Linked DNA regions of Hordeum vulgare: region 2 is linked to region 1. The links are chromatin contacts, called in public Hi-C maps. All regions are on one chromosome and are shown on one strand. The core of a region is the stretch at or near the end of the contact, and the rest is flanking DNA. Distances in the headings are between cores, read along the strand shown. Region 1 overlaps LOC123395821 (a long non-coding RNA gene). Region 2 holds the start of LOC123397742 (zinc finger AN1 domain-containing stress-associated protein 17).

Region 1 (6,618 bases), core at 2,624-5,123:
AATTCTTGTCTTAACTTTGTCTAGAAATGGATTTATCTAAATACTAAAACTTGACTAGATACATTCATCTAAACAAATCTAAGACGAGAATTTTGGGACGGAGGGAGTACTTTTCACTGTTCCAAAATACTCCCTCCGTTCCTAAATATAAGACCTTTTAAACATTTCAATATAGACCAGATACGGAGCAAAATAAGTGAATCTACGTCTTAAAATATGACTACATACATCCGTATATAGTTCATAGTGAAATCTCTAAAAGGTCTTATATTTAGGAACGGAGGGACTATAGTGCATACATATCTTTTCTAACTTTGTAATGTTTGGCACAAGCATCAACAATACAAAATAAATATAATATAAAAATATTTTTCACATTGTATCTGATATTTAGTTGATATTGTATGTGTAGATATTTTTCTCTGCAAGCTTGCTCAAATTTGCAAAGCTTGACATTTGATTTTTTATTTATTTATGCTTTATATTTTGAAACATAAGGCTAGTAGCATTAACAATGTAACTGTGTTGCTATTGTTGCCACCTTTAGGGGGATGAAAACGATATTTTGCTTCGAGCTTGGAGTCTAGACAAATCTTGGATGATGAATGGTTTTGTGGATAAGTGAAGTTACGCGTGGAGAATTGCATTATTTTACAAGATAACTTGAAATGTTGTGTGTAAGGTAAAGCATAATTAACCATGTAATTGGGTGTTCATTGTATTATCATCATTATTATTGAAATTTCTAATGTTTCTCATTCTTATTTAAGCCTTATTTTTGTTATATGCATATGATTCTACAACTTTGCGAAATAAGCTTTTGGAGATCATGTTATACAATTCTAATATTTGTCACTAAGAAATTAGTATAAGTTGATGGCTTGACCTTGATTATTTCTTATTCTTGTAACTAGTAGAAACATAGCTAGAATTATCCACATAACTGTGTTGCTATTTTAAAATTATATTTAAAAATACAGTGTTGGTTACAAAAAATTTGCCGGATACGTTTCATGTTTCTATCTTCTACATACTTGTGAAATGCAATTGAAGTTAGTATAATTGATACTTAAGTCGTGTTAGTGTTACATGCTTATTATTGTGTGTCATTTCAAAATAAACTTTTGTACTTCTTATCTCTTAATAATTTAAGATTTTGGGTACGTATTTATTCTCTATTAATAAAATATGTAGGTTTTCCGTTATCTTCCTTCATGTGTTTTCTCTGGGTTGATGATATTCGTTTCTAGATTCTCTCCTTCAATATGGTATTGTGTTTTCTCTTCTCACAAAATGGAAGTGTCGCCATCGTACTATGCTCAATATATTTGTAGTTTGTATTTTATATGTTTTACCTCTGTCTTGGTTCTTTATTACATTTATATTTTCCATTTTTTGCCACATTCTTCTGTGGTTAATGCGAATGAGGCCTTGATTGCAGTTCTACTCCCCAATTGATAACAAAACCAATTAATAGAAGTACTAAAACTCGTACTGTATGCAGAACCATTGACCTATGTTTCTCTCTTTTTATCTAAAACAATATCTATGTGGTGATCCTAACACAAGGTTCTTCTGCATGCATGAGGTGTGATGGTGTTCTCCCTTCCTGCATCTGTATAATATGTGCATGTAGTGATCCTAACACAATGTTTTTCTCTATAGCATGAGGTGTGATGCCATTTTCCCTTCCAGTCATCTGCGTAATATGTGCAACCAAAGGAGGTATGATCATAGGATTCCACACTTCACAATCGCATAACAGAAACAAGCCAGATTATCCACACCAAAGTTTATCCATAGCTCATTTGAAACAGCCACAAACCTGTCCCATACCCAGTTCGGTTAATAACCAACGTGCTTGCATCATATGCATTACAGATTGTTCTCCTACTCGCTACTTAAGAAAACATTTTGCAATTATGAAAATCTAGTTGGATTGATTCAGTCATCTCCTATGCACTAGCCTTCGGCTTTATGATGGATGCTGACATGGTCCGCCTAGATTTTAACCTGTTGAAAAAGTAAACATTTATATGTTAGAATAGCAGCATTGATCATACACAAGTATTTCGAATAAAGATTTTTTATATTTAATTAATAAGTATGCATGAGTATACTATATTTTTATGTATCAACAGTTAGGCATTAGGCCTTGTTAACAGAATTCAGTTATAAATGGATCACGGCCCCCTCTTGTAGTATCATTAGGTCATTGTTAACAGAATCCTGCTATAAAATGATCATGGCCCCCTCCTGGAGCATCACTGGACCCGCAATTTCCTCAATCTGGTAATATTATTTGGCCGCAGACCTCCAAGGGCAAACACCCCACTCAACCAGCTAAAGCTGAAAGGCCAGCAGAACTTCCAAGTGCAAACATCTCACCTCAGGGAGTTGTGCCAAGTGCAAACATCTCACCTCAGGGAGTTGTGTACAGTAAATCTATCAACCGGTTGGTTCAGTTGCAAGCATAGTGCAAGTCCATGGCTTAGATTTCACAATAAGAAAGGTGAACCTTGGCACCGTAAGAGTACCAGCATAGAGTTCCACCGGTCGTGATGACATCTGTGAAGGCAAACTCAACATATATGTAGGGCACGTCATCGCTGACTTTTCGTACTATCCAGGTGCCACCAAGCCAGCCAGCTCCTAGACAAAACCAGTTTAATAGCGCACCAAGCACTCTAGGGCCATTGAGTGCTAATGTTTAATAGCAGCTCCAGGGCTCATGGCACAAAGATCACTCAAGCAAACTCGCAACAATCGTACTTGAAAGGTTAGAAATAGTAAACATGTTACAAAATATAGGATTGTATTTGTCAAAGTATGCAGGCATCAAGACAGGAAGATGGATGATCACTAGCGAGGAGGCAAGGAATCTGTTTTCAGTTATACTTTTGCAGTTTTCCCCTGGCTTACTTTTTCCAATCATTCAATAACACTTTTAACTATGTTTTTTGCATTCCAAATTCATTGGCTGCTGGTTCCATAAGTAGTTTGGTGGGCTCTGGTTACATGACATATCTGTTAATTTAACGAGGTGAATGCGTGGTGCTGTGTGAAGTCATGTATTTTGACCAGGTGAATTTGGGAAGCTGTCTGGAAGTACTGCAAGTTGACCAGGTGAATTGGGGAAGCTGTCTGGAAGTACTGCAAAAACATGGTCTTCAGTGTTGTTATACTCCTACAAGGCACTCTAGGGAGCCGTGGTCAATACAGTTTGAGAGCTCTAGTGAAGTAATTGCTGTTCTAATTTGTCTGCCGGGATCATGTTTTCTGTTTTGACTGAAATACATATTCTGACTACTGTTTTGATGCTGAAATCTTGGTGTACGCTTGATCTGGTGGGTGCTCTGTTTCACTGGGTACTAGGATGTGGGACGCCATGAACGCTTGGATCTGGTGGACACTCCACTCTGTTTCAGTGGGTGTGTGTACTGATGTGGGGTGTCATGGAATCAGATCTTAACGCAGGCCGTACATGTGCCACTTTCCTAATTACTCGGAAATACTGCCGACGAGTAAATCAGGAAGACTTGCCGATACGAGAAAAAACGAGGACTACCAAGATCTGATGCAGATAAGGGGGAAAAAGAGAGGGGAGGGGATCTGATACCTTCGTTCTGGTTATTAACGGCGAGGCGCCTGCTGGTTGGCGGCCCTCCGCCCCTTTCCCCTGCTCGAAGCAAGCTCTGCGTCCCGGTCATACTTTTCTTTCTTGGCTCGCTCCCGGGCTGCTTGCTCTTGCTTAATTTTTGTCTCGCATGTGAGGACGTGCTTGTTTAGACGCGTAGGTCATCCAGGACTTCGCCGCAGTGCACACACCTGAAAATACCCATCGGACAGCGGCGGTGGCGGCGGCGGTGGGATTTTAGATCTGAAACAGGGCGGCGCTGGATGGGGTACTACAGTAGGTCTACGAGGTGATAGGTAGCCAGCTTGCTATTTTAATCGGGGTTGGGTATTTAGGGCATGTCCGAAACGACCCTTAGGCTGCTTCTGGAATGTTGTATTTCTGCCATCTCTGTAATATTTACACTTGTATTATACCAGCCTTTAATCAAATACATGTCACATAATCTTCAGCTTGGAATGTTGTTTTTTTCCCACCCCCGATTTTCAAAAACACAAACTTTTAACAACAGCAACATAGAGTGCACTTTTAACAACACAAATTTTCAAATACACACATATAGACTTTTCAATAGCACAGACTGCACTTCCACACATATTGCACAAGTATAAAATGAGCTAATTTTTTTCTTTTTATAACAGTGTCACAACATAAAAAATTAATATTTTTGCAATCATCCATTCGGACATAGTTTCGATAACTCATAGTGCTCAAAATTAGCAGTTTAAATTATAAATTTATTAAGGCATACTTGTCTCGTCTTGTTCACTGCTACATAACCAAAGATAGAACTCGGCAATTGTTCAATCATTGTGTATTTAGACATAAAGCATTTCAGGGAGATTACTGATTACTTCATGTACTCGGGTAATCATAGAATCATATGAAAGGACAACCTGTAAAGAAAAAAAGAAAAACATTAGCTATGTAAGAACACTTTGTGCAATTATACACTTCTTTTTTTTATAAAACAAATCATATGCTTCTTTAGGTTATAACTAGTTTGGCTAACCTTTTGAATAAAACCGACTAAGTTGTATCTATTTTCTCATCATTTAGGTGAGTTTTTTTTATAAAAGATACCTACATATAAATAAGCACTTTCATGTTAAATTATGTACGTCCTTGTTTAGCTGGAAGTCTCCTCAACCCATCATTCACACAAACCAAGAAAACACCATATCTAATAAGTTGATGAGGAATGACCACACATATCCCTAATAAATGAGATACTACTGCAAGCACTTTACTCTTCGAGAGCACATTAAAATCGGTGTAGAATGGAATATTGCATTAACCTATTAACCCCTCGATGGATAGTTATTTCAAAGTTGAGACTTATCAGGCAAAGACATTTAACAGTGGAGGCCTGAAGGGGAGAGTAAAATATTTCTTGGATATACTTAGCTCCCGTAAGAATGGATGTGTTCATTGGATTTTTTTCTCTCCTAGAAGATATACAATATAATGTTGGGAAGACAAGAAACATTATCTCCTCCTCCTCCTATTCTTCAGAATCGGTACATGACTCATATCCATCGTCATGGTTACTCGTATCCATCATCTAGCGAGAAGAGATTACAAAATAAATAGTAGCAACAATAGGTGCCGCAGTTATATATCTTATATTCGGTAGATGTATCAAAATGCAAAAATGCACATAAGTTAGATAACTAGATAGCTATATATAACCAGTAATAGACGAACAGAAGTTGAACATCTTATGTTTGCTAAAGCAGCAACTAGTGCAACAATTTAATCAAATTAGCATTTCAGCAGACAATACGTTAGACACACCAATCAGCAACATAGAGTCGGTCAATAAGAGTGATTTGCACCAAATCAATCACATGCGCAAGTAAATAAATTTGTACTACTAATTCTTTGGTGGAACTTGGACTGAATCCATACACAAAGGGGATTTCGCAGTGTCGTGCGAAAGAATCAAGCTGCTGAACATGTCAAACATTCATCCTTGGAGCACATTCATTCGTCAGATTAGGACAAAATTAGCACTTGCGATTTCATTCAGATTAACGTTCACAAATCATAGGCAACAACAAGTAGCAAAAGGAACTAGATTGCATTGCACCCAAACCAGATCGACAAGAGGAATCGTGAATTCACCAAGCATTGATGAATTAATGTCTGAGCAAAAAAAAACAGTTTCATTCAGATTGACATGGAAAAATCACAGGCAGCAGAACCAGATGCATTCCATCCAACCAGATCCACTCTCGATACACGCACCAGCAAGAACATTGGCCAAGAACTAATCTACCAACCTACTAAAAGCATCATCGTCGATGGAGGGCAGAAAAGGAAGGAAGATACCTTCGATGGAATAGACGAGGTCGTGGAGGAGGAGGAGGGATCGTTGTCTCGCCGCCTCATCGTCGCGCCTCGCCGCCTCACTGTCGTCTCGCCTCACCGCCACGCTATCGTCACGCCTCGCTGCCTCATTGTCATCGTGCCTCGCTGCCTCGCTGTCGTCATGCCTCGCCGCCTCGCTGTCGTCGCGCCTCGCCGCCTCGCCTTTGCTTCACCCCCTCACGGATACCGACATCGGTGCCCCTGACGGCGCAACGAGACAAGAGGTGGATAGGGTTTCGAGCGAGATGGTGGGGGAAAACGATGGGGAGGTGGTATGTATCGTATACCGACATCTTTCGGGTGTAAACGAGAAAATCAGTGTAAAAATTACAGCCCAAAAACAACATAACAATGCAAACCAACCCGTGGTTGATCGTTAGAGGGACCGTGGTATCCCCAGCCCACGAGGGTTCAAGTCTTGGTGCTTGCATTATTCCTGGATTTATTTCAGGATTTCTGGCGATACGTTTTCAGTGGGAGGAGACGTTCTCGTCGACGACGAGACTCCTACGGTGACTTCGTAAATTTCAAGATGACATGCCGGTTTAGTCTCTCGGAGGTGCTCATAGGGGTAGGGTGTGCGTCTGTGCGTTCATAGGGGTGAGTGT
Region 2 (6,649 bases), core at 3,079-5,578, 370 kb after region 1:
GTTATTTGATCATTATTCGATCTCCCTTGTTTCTTCAGTTAAAAATGCAAGTTGTGCGACCTGTTTGGCATTCCTAAATAAAAATACACTCCATCTCGGCAAATAACTCTATTTAAAAAATCCATAGAACACAACATCATTTTCGCCAGCAAGATGCTCGTATGCAATTGGATCCCTGAGTGAGCATAAAGCTGAAAGAAAATATCAAACTAAACTAAACTATTGTTTTTGCTCATAAGAAGCATAGCTAAGTAAATTGAAGAAACAATGTAATGCTCCAAAAGGACTTATGTACTTTCGACTAAACTTAGAAGAGGTTCTCGAGTTCACTGTCGAGAACAAATTAGTTGGCAAACTCACTATGGATTATTCACAATTTCTCCATTGTTAGCAGCAAGTGCTTAACTAGAATTTCTAGAACTGGTTATGAGCTAAAATTACAATCGTTAATTATTTTATGTGTACGTTGTGTAATCTGTTGCTCATGGGAAGAATCTTGTTATACCAAGACTGTCCTGGTTATCTCAAGACTGTAAATTTATTTTTCTCTTGAAGTCATTTTCTAAAGCATTTCTAACATCTACATGGAATTCTTGAGATAAATAATGTAAGGAGACTTTTTATGGTACATGTGCACGAACCTATAATCGGTTATTATCTGTTGCCCTTTTTTATTATATGTGGCTCGTTGTTTATAGGCTTATCTATGCATTAGTATTTGATGTTGTATCATGTTAGTTTCATTGGTCTGCTTTCTGAGCCTTGCCGTCATTTTCTTCTTGCAGGCGGCAATGAAAGGAGCGGCTTATTGTGCACAGGAAGAGGATGAGAAGAAACTTGTGCTTCTCATCCAATCTTTATAGAACTCTCTTGATGTGCGATTGTGCACTTGTTGGGTCCTTTTTCTGTGCACTTGCACTTGGAGAAGTATTCTGTTGTGCACTTGTAAAATTATTTTGATGTCCACTTGATAGGCCTTGAACCTTGATGTGTAGAAGCGTCGGTGGATGATGAATTGTATTTCATGTCATGTGCTACTGAAATTAAATATACAGTTTGTCTCCAATCTTTAATTTTGATATACTTGTTTTTTAATAGGCATATCCTGAGATATGCGTGCTTCTGGAAAAATAATGCATCAACCCAAACAAATCGAACATTTTCAACAATAAAATAGGTATTGGGCTAGGCCCATGTAGGCTAGATTGGTGGACTAGGCTCTGAAATTTATGATGATTCCATTTGGTCACTAGCAATGCCACGTCAGCTTGGCCATGTCAGATCCTACGTGGCTCACACAAATTGGTAATGACGAGACCAAAATTTTGGTCAACAGAGATCTACGACCAAAATCTTGGAAATGTCATGTTTGTTCATTCTTGACAGCCAACTGCTGACCTTGTAAATTTGGTCAAAAAAGGTCAATAAACGACAACAATGACGAATCAACGACCAATACAGGGAGTCATAATTGACCTTAGTTCTTGTAGTGAGTTGTGGGGGATTAGGGAACATGGGTTGGACTTTGACCTTTTGTGACTATGAGTGACTTGGGTTGGACATTTGCTTAGTTTAGTGTCACTGTCATAGTAGCCCATGTGTCGTACGGGTATCCATTGGATATCCATGGAGAAAAAAATATAATTTTGTCCAACCCGGCTGTTTGTGGGCATCCAGATCCATGGATCCATGAAAAAGAATGTGTTGCATACCCTTGCCCAACTCGTCGGGCATCCGCGCGTATCCATATCCATGGATAAAATTGCCATCCCTACTCCCCGTACCAGCACACCTCCTGCATGAACTTCCTAGCAGCCCATCAGTGCAGGTTCGCACGACTTCGTCCACCGGCTCGCACCAGCTTAGTAAGAAGGGCAACGATAGTGCTACCGCTGGCAGCAAAGATTTCGAGGCTATCTGCGACACTCTCGCCATTCATGGATTTGGGCATTCGAAGAAGGGGATTGGGAGGGGGAGGGAAAGAACACGTGCTCTGGTGGGGATTGGAGATTTAGAACAGAAACGGAGCTCGGTGGGGCTTGTGATTGTTTTACAGAAACGACACAAATGCTTGAGCCAAAAAAAAGTCTAACCCACGCTCGGGTGGGTACGTGACACCGAAGCGATAGACCATAGATACTGGGCGATGCAACGCGCGTTGCGGCGGGAACCTTATTAAAAATATATATTAATACATGATAGAAGACTAAAATTAATGTAAAAAACAAATATAAAACTTTCTTGCATGACTTAATTTCCTGTGAAAAAATAATATATGATGTGGTATATTTTACATGAAGAGATTAATGAAAAAAAGTAAATTATGACTTCATGCATGACTTGATGATATGACATTGTTGCATGAACAAGAAAAGTAACTAATAGGTTGTAGTTCTTTAAGAAAAGAGGATTATGCACTTTCATGTATAGAGGTCGTATTAGAGTGCTTATCGGTATCAAAGTGTTATCCGTCATAGATTTGAAGCCCAAAAGGTGTAAAAGAAAGTTAACCCTTTAGCATTGAAGGTTTGACACGTTGTAGATGAGTTCGATTCGATATTTTGAACCAACCGCAACATAAAAAAAAAACTCATCCTTCATTTAACAACAAATGTGCAGAATTAAAATTTTAACACAGGACAAAACAAATGTTTCATAAATTGCTTATAAAATTCCCGAGCACAATTTCAGCTTCGAGGTAATCAGAACATCTTGAAATTCTGAATCAACGACGGCACCGCCCACCCACCGCCATCCTTGGTCTTCTGCGCGTTGCGGCTAAATGTGTCAAATAGGGTTTTCCCACAATAACAATGGTGACGGTTACTCGATACAGAAGAATTTGGGAACGTATGACACAGAACGGGGTGGATGGTGGGCTCGGCCGGCTGGGTGACGTGGGATGACGGGTGATAGGCTGCCGACCAGGTGGCACTTGAAGTGTGCACGCACGTACGATAGAAATTATGCGGTTCCGAGACGGCATCTCGATCGCATGAAATTGCGCGCGCACGAAGTACTCGGTGTTTAGGCTGGCCATAGTGGGATATCATAGCTAGTAACATAGTCTTGGGACTAGTAACATAGGTAGATACTGTATCATGTTAAATATTATGCTACTATGTGTCATGCATGTTAATAAATAAAAACATTTATGATACTATGCACTATAAAGATACTATCATACAATAGTAACATATGCATGATACTAGTATATGTTACTTCCCGCTATGAGCAGCCTTAGGTATTTAGGTATTTTGATTTGTTTCCTTTTGTATCGTCCAAAACAGCGGAGCATTGAGGATGACCCTAATTTGACCAACGACCAAAGGCAAAGCCCGTAACACCATTTAGCATTGAGGATTTGACACGTTGTAGATGTGTTCGATTCGACATTTCGAGCCAATCGTAGCATAAAATAATTTGAACTTGATTCTTCATTTAACAACAAATGTGCACAATTTCAACTTAAATCCCAGCCACAACGGAGAAAACAAGCATTCCATGAATTGTTTAAATCCCAGCCACAATTTTCAGCTTCAGGGTAAAATCAGAACATCTTGAAATTCCGAATAAACGGCGGCATCGCCCACCCACCGCCGTCCTTGGTCTTCTGCGCGTCGCGGCCGCAGTCGCCGGCCCTCCTCGCGGCGGCGGCGGCCCCCGCCGGCGTCGAGCGCGAGCACTCGTGGTCCGCGGGGAACCGGTGCTTGAGGCACAGCTTCTGCCCGCACCCCTTGCAGTGGCTGGTGTTGGAGAAGGTGAGCGTCTCCTTGCACCGCCGCGCGGGGCAGCGCGGCTTGCGCTTCCTGGCCGGGTCGCAGCCCCGGCGCGACCGCGCGTGCGCCTCGAGGATCTCCGCGTCCGTCTTGTCCGCCCCGGCGCGCTCGACGGAGTCGCCGCAGGCCTCGCAGACGACGACGGTGCGGCCCCGGTCGGCGGCCCGCGCGCAGCCGTGGTCAACGTACGCGCGGTGCTCCGTGCAGAACACCTTGCCGCAGCCATCGCAGTCGAAGGGCAGGAAGTCGAGCTGGTTGCAGTCCTCCCTGTCGCAGTGCGCGCCCAGGTCCGGGAACGCCTCCGTGCCCCGCCGCGCCATCGCCGAGTCCCGCCGCCGCCGCGCTCCTCCTCTCGATCCCTCGCTTCGCTCTTGCTTTTCCTCCCCACGCCGCGTGTGCTCGCTCCTCTTTCTTGCGTTCGGATGCGAGGGCTTGCCGTGCGATGTGAATATGTGTGATCACGGTGAGACGGGGCGGTCGATACTTTTATAGCTTCGGGTGGGTTTCGCCGTCGCCGTCGACGTTGCGGACGCGGTTTGCTTCTCCTTTCTTATTGTGCAAGAAGAAGAACGTGATGGTGATGGCGGGCCCACGCTTTGTTTGGTCCTCTGGATTGATCCGGTCTGCTCTGGAAGTCTGGAGGCGCCTTTGCTTAGGCGAGGCGGTTTCGGTTCCGAGCTGTTTTGCTCTGGGCGCCAAGCGTCCGCGTCGCCGCGTCGGCCGTGACGTGGGTGTTCGTTTGGTAGTTTGGGTCGACTCGGAGTGGACCGGGTCTACTGGGCCGCCCTGGCGATGCAACAAAGATTCATCAATCCGAGCCAAGCTCTCAATCTTGGAAAACCCTATTTGACACTCTCTGCGTCAAATAGTTGGGCAAACACACAGGGGCGAAATCAACTGGGCCAGCCCATCTCCCTCTGCAGGCAGTTTCCCTTTTTTCCTTTTTTTGTCCTTTTTCTGTTTCTTTTTTCCTTTTTTTTCGTCTTTCTGTTTCTGTTTCATTTTTTTCTATTTTTTCTATGTTTATTTTTTAAACTAAGTTAATGTTTGAAAATTATTTTTAAAATTCAGAAAATATTGTTGCTTGTGTAAAAATGTTCTAAATTTCAAATAAATGCCATTTTACAAAAACATTCAAAATTTCAGAAAATGTTCGACATTTTACAAACATGTTCGGCAGTTTCAAAAAATATTCGTGATTTTACAAAAATGTTCCTTTCTTATAAAAGTGTTATTGTTGCTTTTCCTTTTTTCATTGTTTAATTCGTAAAAAGTTTTCCTTTTTTCAAAATGTATTTATTTTTAAAAAATGTTCGTCTTTCGAAAATTGTTCTCGTCATAAGTTAAAAAATGCTCGTGTTTCAAAAAGTGTACATAAGTTGAAAAAATGATCCTGCTTCAAAAATTGTTTATAAATTTCAAAATATGTTCCTTTTTTATAAATTAGTCGATATTTTAAGAAATGTTCTTGTTTTCACACTTTTATAAAAAAATATTCCTGTTTTACGTAAAATATTTCGCTTTTTTAGAATTTTGTTCACCAATTGAAAGCTTGTTCACATTTTGTTCTCCAATTCTACAAATGTTCAGGAATTTTAAAAATGTTATTTATTTTCTCAAATAAATTTACCTTTTCAAAACATGTAACGAAGTTCAAAAAATGTTGATGTTTCAAAAAGTGTACATACTGCTTCAAAAATTGTTTACAAATTTCAAAAAATGTTACTCTTTTCATAAAATTTTCACCATTTTCAAAAAATGTTCTTGTTTCACATTTTTATAAAAAATGTCTCTTTTTCAAATTTGTTCACAAATTGAGAACTTGTTCCAATTATTTTCACCAATTCTAAAAATGTTCCTGATTTGAAAATGTTTGGGAACTTTAAAAATTGTTCTTCTTTTTCAAATAAATGGTTTCCTTTTCAAAAAGTGTATGTCAATTCAAAAAATGTCCGTGTTTCAAAAAGTGTACATAAGTTGAAAACATGTTCCCGCTTAAAAAAATTATATAAAAAATGTTCTTGTTTTCACACTTTTATAAAAAATGTTCTTGTTTACCAATTGAAAAGTTGTTAAAAAAATTCACCAATTCTAAATATGTTCATGATTTAAAAATGTTCAGGAAGTGTTTAAAGTGTTCTTTATTTTCTAAAATATGTTTACCTTTTCAAAAAATGTATGTAAGTTCGAAAAATGTTCATGTTTCAAAAAGCATACATAAGTTGAAAAAATGTTCCCACTTCAAAAATTATTTACAAATATATAAAAATTTATTTTCGAAAAAATGTTCTATGCTTTAAAAAGCTCCTGCTTTCAAATTTGTTGTGTTCTTGGAAAATTTCAGAAATTCAAAAAAAAATCCATTTATAATATTTGTGTGTAAATATAACAGTTGATTAAGTTTCAGAAACTCAAAAAAATTCAAAACATAAACCCTTTTAGGAAAAAGAGAAAGAGAAACACAAAAGAAAATAAAGAATAAGAGAAAAAAGGAAAATAAATAAATAGAAAGCAAAAAATATTGAGCTGCTTACGTGGGCCATCCGAGTCGCCTTGCTAGCGGCGGCGGCCCAGTGGCTTACCTGTGCGAAGGTACGCGTCCAATAGGAGGTCCCCTCTATCTTGCCCGGGATCTCAGAGCAAAAGCGCTCTATCGAACCTTCCACCGAGCAGCCGTCATCATTTGGCGCATTTTCAGCCGCCGTCACGTATTGTGTTTTAAACGCTTTTTATAGATTCTATGTTTTACGTGTTTTTGCTTTTTTAGGTTGTTTTTTTAAAAAAAATGGTGTTTCGGATTTCATTTTCATGGGTCTTTCTTAGCTATTTGTGAAATAAATAGATAAATAAATAAATGAAAAGCACGTTTC

The links. Hi-C and Micro-C count contacts between places; a contact is called where the count stands out from the background.
Region 2: a Hi-C map of leaf shows a contact between it and region 1, with 4 times the contacts expected there. The contact joins the promoter of LOC123397742 here to the enhancer-like site in region 1. A contact is called at or near these places in 2 of 6 Hi-C or Micro-C datasets (leaf and seedling).

What each region holds. Positions count from the first base shown.
Region 1 is chr5H:417,420,863-417,427,480 of MorexV3_pseudomolecules_assembly, forward strand. It overlaps LOC123395821 (a long non-coding RNA gene), which reads left to right. Exons shown (of 4, transcript XR_006609835.1): 2 at 548-682; 3 at 1,195-1,725; 4 at 2,313-3,326. Among protein-coding and RNA genes, the nearest start is that of LOC123395821, 4.5 kb to the left of the region's middle. Within about 2 kb of position 3,874, at least 3 of the 3 cell types and tissues checked have open chromatin away from gene starts, as enhancers often do. A contact at or near this core is called in leaf and seedling, where this site is marked.
Region 2 is chr5H:417,791,805-417,798,453 of MorexV3_pseudomolecules_assembly, forward strand. LOC123397742 (zinc finger AN1 domain-containing stress-associated protein 17) reads right to left here and starts at 4,329. Exons shown (of 1, transcript XM_045092277.1): 1 at 3,410-4,329. The coding sequence starts at 4,099. The coding sequence ends at 3,551.